3 separate regions of the Triticum aestivum genome follow, and all the other regions are linked to region 3. Evidence: chromatin contacts called from public Hi-C data. All regions are on one chromosome and are shown on one strand. The core of a region is the stretch at or near the end of the contact, and the rest is flanking DNA. Distances in the headings are between cores, read along the strand shown.

The links. A called contact is a pair of places that touch in the nucleus more often than the background predicts.
Region 1: a contact with region 3 is called in a Hi-C map of leaf, with 2.8 times the contacts expected there. The contact joins the promoter of LOC123181241 here to the promoter of LOC123181243 in region 3. A contact is called at or near these places in 2 of 5 Hi-C or Micro-C datasets (both in leaf).
Region 2: a contact with region 3 is called in a Hi-C map of leaf, with 3 times the contacts expected there. The contact joins the promoter of LOC123181246 here to the promoter of LOC123181243 in region 3. A contact is called at or near these places in 2 of 5 Hi-C or Micro-C datasets (both in leaf).

Annotation. Positions count from the first base shown.
Region 1 is chr1D:243,196,274-243,200,695 of IWGSC CS RefSeq v2.1, forward strand. It overlaps LOC123181241 (AB hydrolase superfamily protein YfhM), which reads right to left and starts at 1,415. Exons shown (of 5, transcript XM_044593500.1): 1 at 1,132-1,415; 2 at 789-1,054; 3 at 1-49. The coding sequence starts at 1,219. LOC123167947 (bifunctional epoxide hydrolase 2) reads right to left here. Exons shown (of 4, transcript XM_044585807.1): 2 at 4,310-4,422; 3 at 3,812-4,209; 4 at 3,221-3,701. The coding sequence ends at 3,455.
Region 2 is chr1D:243,832,910-243,838,004 of IWGSC CS RefSeq v2.1, forward strand. It overlaps LOC123181246 (1-acyl-sn-glycerol-3-phosphate acyltransferase LPAT1, chloroplastic), which reads left to right and starts at 2,556. Exons shown (of 6, transcript XR_006491601.1): 1 at 2,556-2,922; 2 at 3,025-3,195; 3 at 3,798-4,204; 4 at 4,528-4,629; 5 at 4,723-5,035.
Region 3 is chr1D:243,491,203-243,496,000 of IWGSC CS RefSeq v2.1, forward strand. LOC123181243 (probable prolyl 4-hydroxylase 3) reads right to left here and starts at 2,572. Exons shown (of 8, transcript XM_044593505.1): 1 at 2,185-2,572; 2 at 1,971-2,058; 3 at 1,145-1,242; 4 at 966-1,063. The coding sequence starts at 2,417.

The sequences.
Region 1 (4,422 bases), core at 165-2,664, 300 kb before region 3:
CAAAATCATAAGCTGGCATGGCTCCGAAATCCTTTGCCACAAGGTAAGCCTGATGTGAGGTAAAACGGAAGTTATCAGAAGAGAACATTGAAGAATAACACTGTTTCTAGTGAGGGAATTATCCTATTTTCAAATAATGATCAGTGTCAGGGCATTTTTGACTCTCGGTGCTGCCTATATCCCATTGAGTGTCAGCTAATACATCAACTCAACGGGACTGATACCAATCAATAATTTGATACTACAGATGAACAAATGAAACAACAGTACTGTGACAAATTTGCCTGTTAAAAGTGCGGGAGAGTACTTTGAAGCACGGTATGAATAAATTCTGATTGTGTTGATGAAAAGTTAATACTTGTTTCAGAAGAACAATAAACCTGGTTTCATAGGTACAACATGAATTCTGGAAATATAGTAGTACAGTAATAGACTCAAGTGATCGCTCAACAAGTGAACAACCCAGCTCTCACATAAGATGGAGGAAGAAGAATCCTATGATTGAATTGTTATGTGTTTGTAAGCACACCAACTCTAGCATGATTTCCTGTTCAAAGCCTCCATGAGTTTATTAATTTTCTTACATATTTAGGCAATCAATCTCAGCTGCTTCAAATATCTAGTTACATCTGAATTTTTCTCCCACAGGACCCTGAACTAGTAGAACTCACACTGTCTGTTACCATGTTAGTAACTCTATATACGAACTGCCCCCGGAATCCCCAGGCTGATTTTAAGAGACCAACACCAACCAAGAATTCCCCCTTATTCCCCAACCGAGAACTGACCCCTGAAGCGGACATTGATTCTCCCCACAATCGAGGGCTAGAGGGCACCTTGGGAACGGATAGTGCATCCAGGACGGCAAGGAGATCCTCTTCCAGGTCGCGGTACACCGCCGCCTCTGGCTCCGGTGGCTGGTCGGAGAGGCCATACCCCCGCCAGTCCGGCGCGATGGCGCGGTACCCGGCGGCGGCCACGGCCAGCATCTGGTGGCGCCACGAGTACCATATCTCCGGGAAGCCGTGCAGGAACAGCACCGTCCCGAGCTCGCCTGCAAGCAAACAACGGTCACCACTCACATCGGCCGGCCTGCCGCGGGCGTGGTCGAGGGAGGGAGGGGGCGCTGACCTGTGCCTGCTTGGGCTACGTGGAGGTTGAGGCCTCTGATGGCGAGGTGGCTGTGCTCGATCTGCTGCTGCTGCTCCGCCATGGCCATGGCTTGCGCCGCTCTGCCCCTCTCCCGCGTCACTTCTTGGAAGAGAAGGCTTTCTGATTGCCCGTTTCTTTCTTTAGAGCTTGTGGATGGAGATTGCCGGCTGGTTGGTAACAACGACAGTAGTCCGGAGAGGCGGAGATGCTGCCGAAGAAGAGAGAGCACCAGTTTTGTCTCTAGTACTGCCCACCAACTACTATAGCCTCCACAAAGTTTATCGACGACCGGGATAGTGCTGGTCGGCCGGTTGGCTCGTCTTGCCCACCAACGTAAGCTTTTTCCTCTGCAAACAATCTTATTTTATCAGCTTCTCCCTTCACAAATATAAGATGTTTCTGAATATTTCAATATAGATTATATAGAGACTGAAATGAGTGAGCAAAGTGAACAAATATACTAAAGCATGTCTATATACACTTGATTTATAAATGAAATTAAGACATTTGAGTAGTATTTATGAACGGAGGGGAGTATTAAAGAAATAAGAGTGAATTCCATTTTTTACCATGTACTTGTACATTTGTGACACATATTACTCTATTTAGTGAAACTTCTATCGAAATATCAAATTTTAGAGAATTTTAACACGGTTTTGTCCCGGTTTTGCATTTTGCTTGTATATGTTACTAGATAGGATCTTCATGTTGCGTCAATGATTCACAAAAGAAATGCATAAAGATCGGAGGGCATTATTGACGATCATGTCGAGACTTCTCTTGAACATCTGTTCCATTCGCCATTGTCATCCACATATTTTTGGACCCCGGGCGTCACCTCACCCCTTGTCTAATGGACCCGCATAAGAAAACGAGGGTCCAAAGCTTCTAAAAGGGGTATTCTCGACGAATTTCCACTCAAACGGGTAATTAGTGTCACAAATGCATATCTAGGGGGTAAAATATGGAATTCACTCAAGAAATAAATATAGTACTAGTAAATTACACAAAAACTACTTTCCCGTCTCATATTAATTATCACTCAAACATATGTATGTAGATATATTTTAGTGCTAGATACATTCATTTGAGTAACAGTTAATACATGATGGAGGGAGCCATATTTGGGGCAATATTATAACCATCGCTTTTGGCTCATGAAAGGCAACAAGCCCCGTCGTTGAGCGAAACCGTATCTATTTCAAGAAAAACTTTACACTTCCTTGCATGGATTGAGAAAAGAGTCCTCACAAGCCCAGGCGCGTCTACCAGAGCCTATTGTCCCTGGCATTTAGCCAGTGGGTCAACGCCCATAGATCCCACAGAACCTGCCATGCGGAGATAAACAACGTGAGGTGACATCGAAACCACCGAAGAAGTGAATAAGAACATGCATAGGAAAGTCATGTTTACCCGATTCTATTATCGCAACAGAGTCAAACCCATGACCACACACACATCATCGATGTGTCGGTGTTTATACAAGTCACGAAAACCTCTGCTATTTCAAAGCATGTCTTTCACGATGGGTAAGAACTTTCGATTTTTTTTCTTTTGCGGCGAGTGTGATTTAGATTTCCAAGATGATGTTGTAAGATCACAAAGCTTGGCCCGGGCCTCTTGTCATCTAAACCCACCTCCAACTACCTGGTTCACCAGATGAGAGAGAAGTTGACCATAATACACAGATTCAACTTCCCCCTCCTTGATTCCATGGTTCTCGGGAGGGCTCGAGCGTTTGGAAAAACCTTCAAACGTCCAAATACCACAGACATAGTCTTGGAGTGTACTCAAGGTACTCCACATGGGTGATGAGATAGTCTTCAGATAAGCCTTCCACCCCCTTTGCCTTACTAGGCTTAGTTTCGCTTCTTGTATTGCTTTTGTATGTGCTAATGTGATCATTTTTGACCGTATTCATGATGTCCGTATGCATCCTAATTATGCATAGGCTATGTGCTACCCAATTATGGTTGGTATCTCCATAATGTTACATTTTGACTTGATGAAACATTTTGAGTTTTTTTTTTGACTTGATGAAACATTTTGAGTTAATGAAAAGATTATGTTATCCGCAAAAAAAAATAATATGAAAAGAGTATGTTGTAGAAATACAATATTTCTTAACCGATGAGCTACCGGATTCAAAAACTGAAAAACCAGACGGACATGATTACATTACACTATCCATTTTTAACGACCAAGAAAATTCAGAGCGACATGGTTCAAGCAGAGCAATGGTGGCGGAAGCTTTATTCATTGGGAACCCCGAGCTCACTCTCGTTCGTCGGTGGATTATAGATCAGGGATGGTCCTTGAGGAAGCCGAGGAGGAGGTCGTTGATCTGGTCCGGGAACTGCTCCTGCACGAAGTGGCACCCCTCCGGGATGTAGGTGATCTTGAGGTCCGGCGCGAAGGTCTTCATGACGCCGCTCCTCATGGCGGTCTCGAAACCAGGGAACTTGAAGCAGTAGTCCTTCTCCCCCATCACCATGAACACCGGGACCTGGAACTTGGGGTCCACGTGCTTCGTCATCCTGTGCAGAGCCCTGCGATCATGGAAGCAGTTGATAAGCTCGTCAATCAGTTTCTTCTTCGTTGTAATATAATCGGGCCATGGGCCATGGCTGGGGGCACGAAGAAGCTTCAGTTGACCTACCTGTATGGTATCTGGAGAGGGTAGCGGAATCCGGACTTCTCGTAGAGCGCGGCGTAGGCGTCGAGGTCCTCCTCGGTGAACCACGGCGGCAGGGGCGTGGAGAGGTCGGCGAGGTCCATGATCTCCTGCCCTTCCTCCGCGATCGGGACGTCGCTGCGGGAGAAGAGGATGTAGATGGTGCGCACCACGCGCCGGACGTCGTGCCGGCCGAAGTCGGCCTCCGCCCTGTCGGGCTCGCGCCACCGCAGGATGTAGAAGCCCTCCGGCATGGTGTCGAAGTTGAAGGGCCCCGGGCTGAAGGGGATGCCCATGCACATGACGCCGCGGGTGCGGTCCGGGTGCCGCAGCGCGAAGTCGTACGCCGGCATGGCGCCGTAGTCCTTGCCCACCAGGAACACCTAGACGAGCACAAGATGGTCATGTCATGCCACGGAGCGAGCATGGCGGGCTACGTGCGTCTCTCAGCTGTTCACTGGAGTGGATGTCGTGACTACGTACCTTCTGGATGGAGAGGGCGTCGAGAATGGCGAGCACGTCGGCGACGAGGTCCTCCCAGGTGGCCTCCACGTCCTCCGGCGGCTGGTCGGAGAGCCCGTAGCCGCGGCTGTCGG
Region 2 (5,095 bases), core at 1,306-3,805, 340 kb after region 3:
CAGCAACGGTCGGAAATTTGAGATCTCAAATTCCTCAGGGCTATCATGTTCCTCACTTGTAGGCAATCCGCACTGGGAAATTCGTAACTCCTCAGTCAGAACAAATTCCTCAGAGACCAGAAGATCTTTGTCTCTGTCACTGAAGAAATTGACTGAACTGCATGAGATTTCCAAAGGCTTCACTCGAAAGGATTGGGTAGGTGTAGGATTTTGAGATGAGCATCACTTGGAAATTTTTCCTTAGTTTTACCTCGACCCCCTTTAACAGTACGGTGTTTTCTATGACTCAAGAAAGAGAAAATGAAACTACGAAAACAAAAATCTTCACACTTCATAATCCTCGCATCAATATCAAAGTCTTCAAGATCACACCAATTTCCTCACTTTCAAAGTCTTCAAGAAAACCAAAGTCGTCAAATGAAGACATTCATTTTTAGTGGGTGACTTTCTTCGTAAATATCAAACTCCTCATAGACTTATAGAACCTGCGTATACTCACAAACACATTAGTTCCTTAACCTATAAGTCTTCAATACACCAAAATCACTAAGAGGCACTAGATGCACTTACAACAGGTCCACCACGAGGATGCCGCCGCCGCCACGCCATCCTTACTTGAACAGACTTGTTTCTAAATCCATCCCCAACCATAGGACCGATGGCCTCATCAGGGAAGGATCCGAGGAATCTTTCGCCGCCATCGTCGCCGCCGAAGCAAAGACGATTAACAACCTAAAAACCTAAACTACGAGGGAGTAAAATCGATCCACACGCGTGGATCCGACGACCCCCCTCACCACCGACGAACGAGGTCGCCGGCGGAGAGGAGCCGGCGGAGAACAACATTGGAAGATCGGCCTCTCCTGGCGGCGGCTAGAGTTGCAATCGCCAAGGACGAGAGGAAAATTTTGTAGGACTAGATCATTTCTCTCTTTTTCTGTAGCTAAAGCCCAAACAAAGGCCACCTTAAAGTGCAATCTGTGTAGATTAAAAGTACAACTACAAAGAAAATACAAGTATTGGCTGATTTCAAATCAAACCATTTAAATAAATAAAATGGAAAATACAAGTAAAAAGTTCAAATAAATCTTGAACATTTTTGAAATGTGTTCCGGTGAAAAATATATATTCAAGTGTAGCAAATAGATAAAATCGAAAAAAGTGATAAAAAAAGATTGGCTAGCTATCATCTAGATAAAAATTAACCAAGTCGCATCTAACTCCTACATCGTTCGATTTTATGTGAAGATTCGTGCAGATTATTTTATTTGATCAATTGAATGATATAGGAGACTTGTATTTTTTTTTGAGTGATATAGGTGTTAGCCGAGACTTTCCCAATTCACATCTAGCAAATAAAAAAACCCAGTAGATTAGCAAAAAAAATATGATTTAACGGATTGGAAGAAGATCCGTAATAATATTGTCTTATTTTAGGCTCAATAATAGACTAGTTTGTACTTTTTACATCAATAATGTGGCCACTTAGATAAAGCATATAGGATTATTTCTATCATCATTTTAGCTGGGGCCATATTTGAACTCCGGAATAACATGAGTCGACGAAGGTAGGACCTAACCCTAACCACCACCCCGTGATCCGATCCCTCTTGCCGCCGCCAGGGTTAGCCTCGCGGTGGTGGGTAGGATGTTGTTCATAGCCTGATATGGAGGAGCTGGTGGGCTGCTACGGGATGTCGATGGTGATTCATGGTCGGGCTATGACTGTCGGCAGGTGATGCTCGTCGGCGACGTTGGTGATCCAGAGCAACGATCTTCAATGGTGGCACGACCTTGCTAGGTCACCCGAGAATAGGGAGTCGATGCATTGTCCTGAACGGCGATGAGGTCGACATCAGGCCTGAACCTGTTGTGCAATGATACATGTGATTTTTCCAAGGTTTTATTTAGGAGTCTTTGAGTTTGGTTTGGGACAGCGAGGCCGCTGCCTTCTAGGAATAATGTTCTCCTCGCTCTTTCATTATGTTGGTATGTCTATCGATAGCGAGGATGTCTGGAGCCGTGCTCCGGCGGGTCCGGGATCCGGTCGACTCAGGGTTCCAGTCGATCCTTCTTGATTCAGCTGACGTTCATGGTCTTCAGAGTTTTTGCATATCCTCTATCTGTGTTTTCGATTTGCGTTGCAGTTCGCGGTCGTTGGTGTCTCCTAGTATGCATTGATGACTTTTTATTTGTTGCTTCTACAAGCTATTGGGTTTTCAAAAAAATAATAAAAAATTTCCCGCCCGAGATGGAGGCCAGAGGCAGCATCGAGTTATGCTCATACCTCCGCCGATGGATAAATGAGGAAGAAGATTTCGGCACCCAAAATCAACTGTAATTTTATCTTTCTGGGTGTGTGTGTTGTAAATTCATGTGACACTTAATATATGGCCTAGGGCCTTTTGAAAAAAAAAGAACGAATGTAGATAAAGCGAACCGGGCCACAGAATGTACTACAGAGAAACTTGGCAAACACCGCCGAAACAAACCACCGCCGGCCACCGTTTTGCCCGAGTCTAGCCCCGTCCGCGCGCGCATGCGCGTCCAGTCAGCGCGCGCTCGCCCGCTTCCACCCTCACGATTTTATCCACTCTCACCAGTCACCAACGGAGCTTCGCCCAGCGCCATCCCCCCCGCCCCGCCTCCGGATTCTCTCGCCCCAGGCCGAACAACCCCACGTTCGCCACGTGCGCGCGCGCCACCGCCTCGCCGCCCCAGCCAATGATCTAGAGCCTCGCGGATCTGACGCGGCACCCGCGCCCCGCCTCCGCGGTCCGGTCACCGTCTCGCTTGCCGCCTGTTCGTGCTGCTCTCGCCGGCATAGGGGGACGCGTGCGGCGAGCTCGTCCATGGGGACGCTCGTCTGGCTGAGGCCGACCGCGGCCCCGGCCGTCCCCGCCGGTCCCTCCGCCGCGCACGGTACGCGACACGGCTCGACGCTTACCTCCGGAGAAAGCCCCCGCGATGCTGCTGCTGATCCTATCTTATTTGGTGCTTGGTTTCTGTTTCGCTCTTCTGCAGTGGTGGCTGGCGGTGGTATAAATGCCCGGCCTCGGCGTGTGTCCATGGCGTCCCGCTGCCCGAACCCGCGGGTGCTCCAGGCGGGGAGGTGCCGATGGCTGGTTGCGAGGTCGGGTGTCACGGCCGCTGCGGCGGCCGCCGATGACCCTGAGGATTCGTCGGGGCTTTCAGGTTTCAGGCCTCCTCCCCTCTCTAGAGCCAAATGCTTTGAACTTCTTATGCCAGTGCCCGCGTAGCTAAGCTGTGCTAGCTAGAAAATCACATTGACATGTAGTTTTACGAAATATGGAAGTTATGGAGCGTATATGAACCTGCAATGTTGCCGTTGCTAGTGCTATGTGAGTTAGGTGAGTTTTGATAAACCAATAATGCAGAAACTCAAACTATTGTCCCAACCCTTCATTTCAGTATGGACCAGAGGATATGATTTGATACTTTCCTTCCTTCTGTTTATAACCAATATATGATGGACTGTAGGCTTATAATTGTTACTTCTACTCATGTGAAAGGTGTCATTAGAGTTTTTAGATTAATTTCAGAGGGAGAACAGCAGTTGTTAAGGTATTTATAAACCCTGTAGCAGCTAATGCCAGTGGCATGTTTGATGAAATTTAAGTAGTAGGCCCTACTGACTAGTACGTATTAGGAAAATCATCTCCACATATTCTGCAAACAATCTGTTGGTGAAATCATTCAAATTATATTCTAGCTGGATTTTTTTGTGCTCACTTTTTCTTTTTGGAAAACTTACTTATATTTATTTATTTAACCAGATCTGCAAGTGGCTTCAAGGATCAGAGGGGTCTTCTTCTATGCAGTGACTGCTGTTGTGGCGATCTTTTTGTTTATAGCTATGGTTGTGGTTCATCCACTTGTGCTCTTGTTTGACCGCCACCGTAGGAGGGCTCAGCACTATATTGCAAAGATTTGGGCTACTCTGACAGTTTCCATGTTCTACAAGCTTGAAGTCGAGGGAATGGAGAATCTACCTCCCAATAGTAGCCCTGCTGTCTTTGTTGCTAACCATCAGAGCTTCTTGGATATCTATACCCTTCTAACTCTAGGAAGGTGCTTCAAATTTATAAGCAAGACCAGTATCTTTATGCTTCCAATTATTGGTTGGGCAATGTATCTCTTAGGTGTCATTCCTTTACGGCGTATGGACAGCAGGAGCCAGCTGGTATGGCCTTAGCCTTGTCCCTTCCTTTTTCAGTAGGCTCTTAAATTTCGATAATCTTGTGATTGAATATAAGTTGTGGATTACCTGCAATTTGTGCCACTGAAGAAGTTCTTATTTGGTAATTCCTTTGCATATCCTTTTTGTTAGTGCAGCTCCAGCATCTTATGTGAAGCGTACATGCATACGCCCAAACCTGATAACCTATTTTGTTTAGTTTAGTTTAGTTTTCAACATTAATGACATTTTTTGTTAAATGCCTTCCTATTATAGAGTTTACCCACTTACACTTCATGTTGAACATATCATATATCCTCTAAATTCAGGACTGTCTTAAACGGTGTGTGGATTTGGTGAAAAAGGGGGCGTCTGTATTTTTCTTTCCAGAGGGAACTCGAAGTAAAGATGGAAAGCTAGGTATATTCAAGGTTAGGTTCCGTCGAATGTTATTTTACTCTTGTGTGTACTACGCTATTAGCTTTCAGTTCCGTGAAGTACTGACATTTTATAATTATCCCCAGCGAGGAGCATTTAGTGTCGCAGCGAAGACTGGCGTTCCTGTCATACCTATTACCCTTCTTGGGACAGGGAAACTGATGCCTCCTGGAATGGAAAGCAACCTTAATTCAGGTTCAGTAAAAGTCATTATTCACCGTCCAATTGAAGGGAATGATGCAGAGAAATTATGTACCGACGCAAGGAATGTGATAGCAGACACTCTTCTTCTACATGGTTATGGAGTGCACTAGTGGAAGTGGGTGGTTTTTCCTATTCAATGGATCATGGAACCTAGTTTGCCGAAACGTGTCGACTCAAGGCAAAGATAGTTTACAGGTACACGTTACTGACTAGTTCGATATTTTGAGAATCAGTAGGAAATGCTATTTGCTTCTT
Region 3 (4,798 bases), core at 1,322-3,821:
GCATGCATGAGCTGTCTCAAGTGCAACTGTGAATTTGGTTAACAATTTTGGTACAGTGTACCATGTCCAATACTTGGTGCCCTTGCACAATTTTAAAATTTTGTCTTCTACCACTTGGTATGCTATAAAAATTGAAATTATTGGCAATGACCTTGTTGGGAAAATGGCAGACCTTGGTGGAAGCATGCTGGCTCAAAGAAACAAATGTTTAACTCAACCAAGTACCTAGCATCTAAGCTAACTTAAGAACAAGATAGTTTGACAGCTTATTCGAGAACCAAAAACTCTTTTTTGTCTACTGATATGTGTAACTCTATTTATCAAATGAGGGTCTCAGACAATTGGCTGCGCAAGTGTCACCTAGTATCAGGACAAGGCAATGTAAACTTGAACATACTGCCAGTACGTTCCAAGCTAATACTCCTAGTGGAATCCTTGCTGCCAATTGGTATAGACTTGATAATTCTTGCTGAACATAACTGTGAAAACACCAGATCACCGAAACGCACTGCGGTTGCACTCCATAATGTACTAATACATTACTTTGCATAGTTACTTAATACTCCATGATGAACTATTCAAACTAAGTCGCAAGCCAGTGCACTTTTGGTGAATCAATGACACACAGTACTGCATGATAATCAAAACTTTGAAATTACACCATGACGAAGACTAATGCATCAGCCTAAAAATGAAGTTTACAAAATTACAGTTCAGATTTGGAAGAGCAACTAAAGTTATAACTTCTGAGTAAAACAAAATGACACTTATAGATAATTTGAGGTGGTGTTCAATTCATTTATGCTGAATTAAAGCTGAAAAGTTCTTCAAATGAACAATGCAGTGTATTTAAAATATATTCAGACCTTAAGTTCAGTGGTAATCTCTTTCCTAGGCATACTAGCAAAAACATAGAAAGGTAAAGAAACTTTCAAGTATCCATGATATTGGTAGGTATGCCATACCTACAGGTATGAAGGTGAAATCTGATATTCTTTTCTCAATGGTGCGAACAATTTTGTCCTGGCCTCTTTTAAGAAATGTTCCTGAACTCGTTCGCACCCTGAATACATTTCATTAAGCGTAAGTGGGCATCAGGTTCCGTAACAGTTCCAAGAGAAAGAAGAATTTGCAGTGTCCAAACCTGCTATCTTTACTCCCTCCAGTTGCAGAATCAACCACTGTCGACTTCTTCATGTGAGGCTTTGCCAATGAAATTAAATACTGACATTCTTCCTTGGACTGAGAGCAGCAGTAAAGTCAAGTCATACCCTGATCGCTATTTGAAGCGAACTAACATAGATGATAAATAGTTGCGGTAATACCAACCAGGTGTAATAAATACAACAAATACACATGACATTTCTTCATCTCCTATTATGCAATGTCATCAGAAGTAAACACCTTCCAAAGGCATTTTGGATACTAATAATCACAATGCCAAGTTTCTAATGCCAGTGTTGATATCTATCATCTACCTCTTTGTACCAATTCCATGTGTCTGAACTTCTGAGTTTGTGCCACTGACTTGAAGGTCAAGCAGATTTGAAGCACAAATTATGTGTGACTATACATATGAGGATTCCTAGATGAATAATAGATATGTATAACTCAACAAGAGCCATGTCCGGGCGCGCTGCATGTACAAGCCCTCTACAGTGAAATGCCAGTGGCGTCCAGCTCACATATGTTTCCTTCATGCGCAATTTTCTGTACCTAATTCACATCATAACTAGCATTCTTGCGACTGAAGTACAAGCATTTCGGATTTTACTTAACGAATCTAATATGTTACGGATAGGCCAATGTTTACAACGAGCTCTTAACTGGAATTCAACAATCGCCTAAAATCACCGACAAAGATCTCGAGATCTCCCAGCCCGCATGCTAGAACCAATAAAGCACGTAAAGAATAAAGAGGCAGCCGTTTAGGCCCAAACCAAAAAAACAGAATGGGGCAAGAGCCTCACGAGGAAGTTGTGGTAGATGAACGCCCGTGGCTCCCACGACAGAACCTCGGTCCAGGGCTCCCCTTTCTCCCCGCGCTTCTCCAGCCTCCTGCACAACGATAACGGAGAACAACAAGCACCACGTCAATCTCGGGAAAAAAGGGACAGCGTGCGCGGGCAACGAACACGGCAGATCACGGAGGCCGTGGACGTCGGAGGGGAGGCGGGGACGCACGACTCGAACGCGGATCTACGGAAGCGCGGGCGCGGGAGCGGGAGCGAGAGGACCGCGCCGCGGCCGGAGCCGGCCGGCAGCGAGAGCGCGCCGAGCGCCAGGAGGAGCAGCAGCGCCACCGACGCCAGCAGCAGCGCGGCCAGGATCGCCTTGGACGGCTTCCCGCGCCTCCCGGCCCCGGCGCCGCCGCCCAGCAGCGGCCTCCCGCCCCGCCCCGCCGTCCTGCTCGCCATCGCGCGCGCCCGCCCGCCCGCCCGCCCGTGAGGTCTCTCGGCGCCGCCCCGGTGGGTTTAGCGCCTCCTCGTCGTCGTCGTCCTCTGTCTCTCCTTCTCTCTCGCGGTGTGACCCGAGTCGTCGGTATGTTTTAGGCTCGATGAGATATGCTGCTGCTGCATTTTGTTCGGCTCGACGAGGTATGATGCTAGCTGTACCGTAACTGCTGCTGCGTCCCGTGGGTCCTGTGGGTGACGTGTCAGGACTGGGAGGGAGTGGGTCCCACTGCGGACAAAGTCCACCGTCGACGCGGCGAAATAGTGGGCCGACAAGGTACAAATGCGCAGGCCAGCTACACGGCCGGAAATATGAGTACTCTTCTCATCCATATTAAATCATCAACAATTAATATGGATCGAAGGAAGTACGCAGGATTTAATTATTGTGTAGATTATACAAATTTTTCCTTATCATTGGGATGATCCGTGACAAGATAGATAGAACTAGGATGAAAAGCAATAACATGATATGCACATCCTAATGGAAAAATATGAATGCGTATATTTTTCGACAAATCGGTTACACTGAGATCCATAAAAACACATATGGGCTCGAGAAAGGGGTTCCCCAAATATTGGATACCCATTGTTAAATCAAGTTGTATACTTTCTAGAATATAGGGGGATGGGGGGTATCTGACGCAACTATCCCATAGCCGCCATTAAAATGCTTATACGAAGTCAATTTATTCGATTAGAGATGGGTGCCAATAAAATGCTTATACGAAATCAATTTATTCAATTATAGACATAGAACCCTAAAAGGAGTATGGAAGATAAAAAGAAGGGTGTGGCTAGATCTCAGTCGACTAAGATTAAGAAGCCTCAATCAAGTGACATATAATATATATAAAAGAAAAAAAATTGAAAAAAAAAGTTTATACGAATCTCAATGCAAGATTAAAGGAACATAACATCGACTGAGACATAACGAAATCTCAATCGACTAAGATTTAGCAAAACCGTAAAAAGAACGCCCAACTTTTCTTTCTAGTGTTTTTACCCCTCAGAAAAAAAAGATGATCGCTCTTTTCTATTCCGGGTAAGATGATCAGATCACTTGTGTTGAAACCCCAGGCATGCTCATACTTGGTATGGGTGATCACAGTTTTATTGATTTATTTCAAGATTTAATAGCTTTATACCATTGGTAAGTGACGTCTCCGTCGACTGCGAGATGCTTGTGATGATTGTACTGTAGTATTTCAAAAAAAAAACTTGAAGAACGAAAGTTACCTCGCCTTGAAGAATTTGTCCATGGATAGATGGAGAAGAAAACAAAACAGCAGCACGGACGCGGACGGAAGCCACAAGTGTATGCAAAATAAGTGCATCTGCCGACAGCAGCTCTGTATTCTGTATATAGATCTAGCTGGACTAGATTAGAGTCTCTCTGGACATGGAATACGCAGCAATGCCTGATTACAACTACTTTTTTTTCGAGTAACGATTACAACTTCCATGTAAAAAAACGATTTATACAACTACTAATAGACGCAGGAAACTCGGCACCAAACCAAAAGCTTCCAACGTCGCTCGGGTGCCAATCCGGAGACCTCCTCGGCGCTTTTTTTAGGTAATAATCTTTTTTTTTTATTTTTTTTAGGGAAAATCTTTTTCTTAGTGTCTCCGCCGAACCGTAGCCAGCGCTCGCGCTGAGCCTTGTGGACACGGCCCATAAGCGTGAGTGCTATGCCCCAGCAGCGCTTTAAAGAAAAAAAAAATTTCAGTTTTTATATAGATTAAAAAGGATTATTTGCTTAAAAACACATATTTGAAAGGAAAAAGATTTAAATTTTTTAAAAAGATCTGAAGTTTTTTTAAAAGTTTTTAGATTCAGAAAAGGTTCATGGATTTTAAAATGTTCGTGAATGCCAAAAAATGTCATGAATTTGCAAAAAGTACAGATTTTAAGAAAAGTTCGCATATCAGCTCAAAAAGCTCGCATGTTTGGGCCCAGTACAAATAGGAATCGTTCCACCACTTTGATTGCGAGAGCAACTAATAAAGGAATACTCTTTCAGGAGCCCCTGCCTCTTAACCGACGTCACGTGTTGTGCTCTGGATGCTCTCTTCGGATTTTATTCTATTTTTCTATACGCGTTTTCGGCTTTTAGATAATTTTTCTTCTTTTTTCCTTTCGGTTTTCCCCTGGTTTTCTTAGGATTTGGACCCCCAAAAATCCGGGACAAAAATTGCGCGAAAAAACGTGTTTCTTTTCCTTTCGCAAGAGGCACGAATTTACTTCTCATTGAGGCACGAATTTACTTCTCATTGAGACACGATTTTGCTTCTGCGAGAGGCACAGTCTTGTATCTCGGAAAGAAAAAAGCATGTTTTTC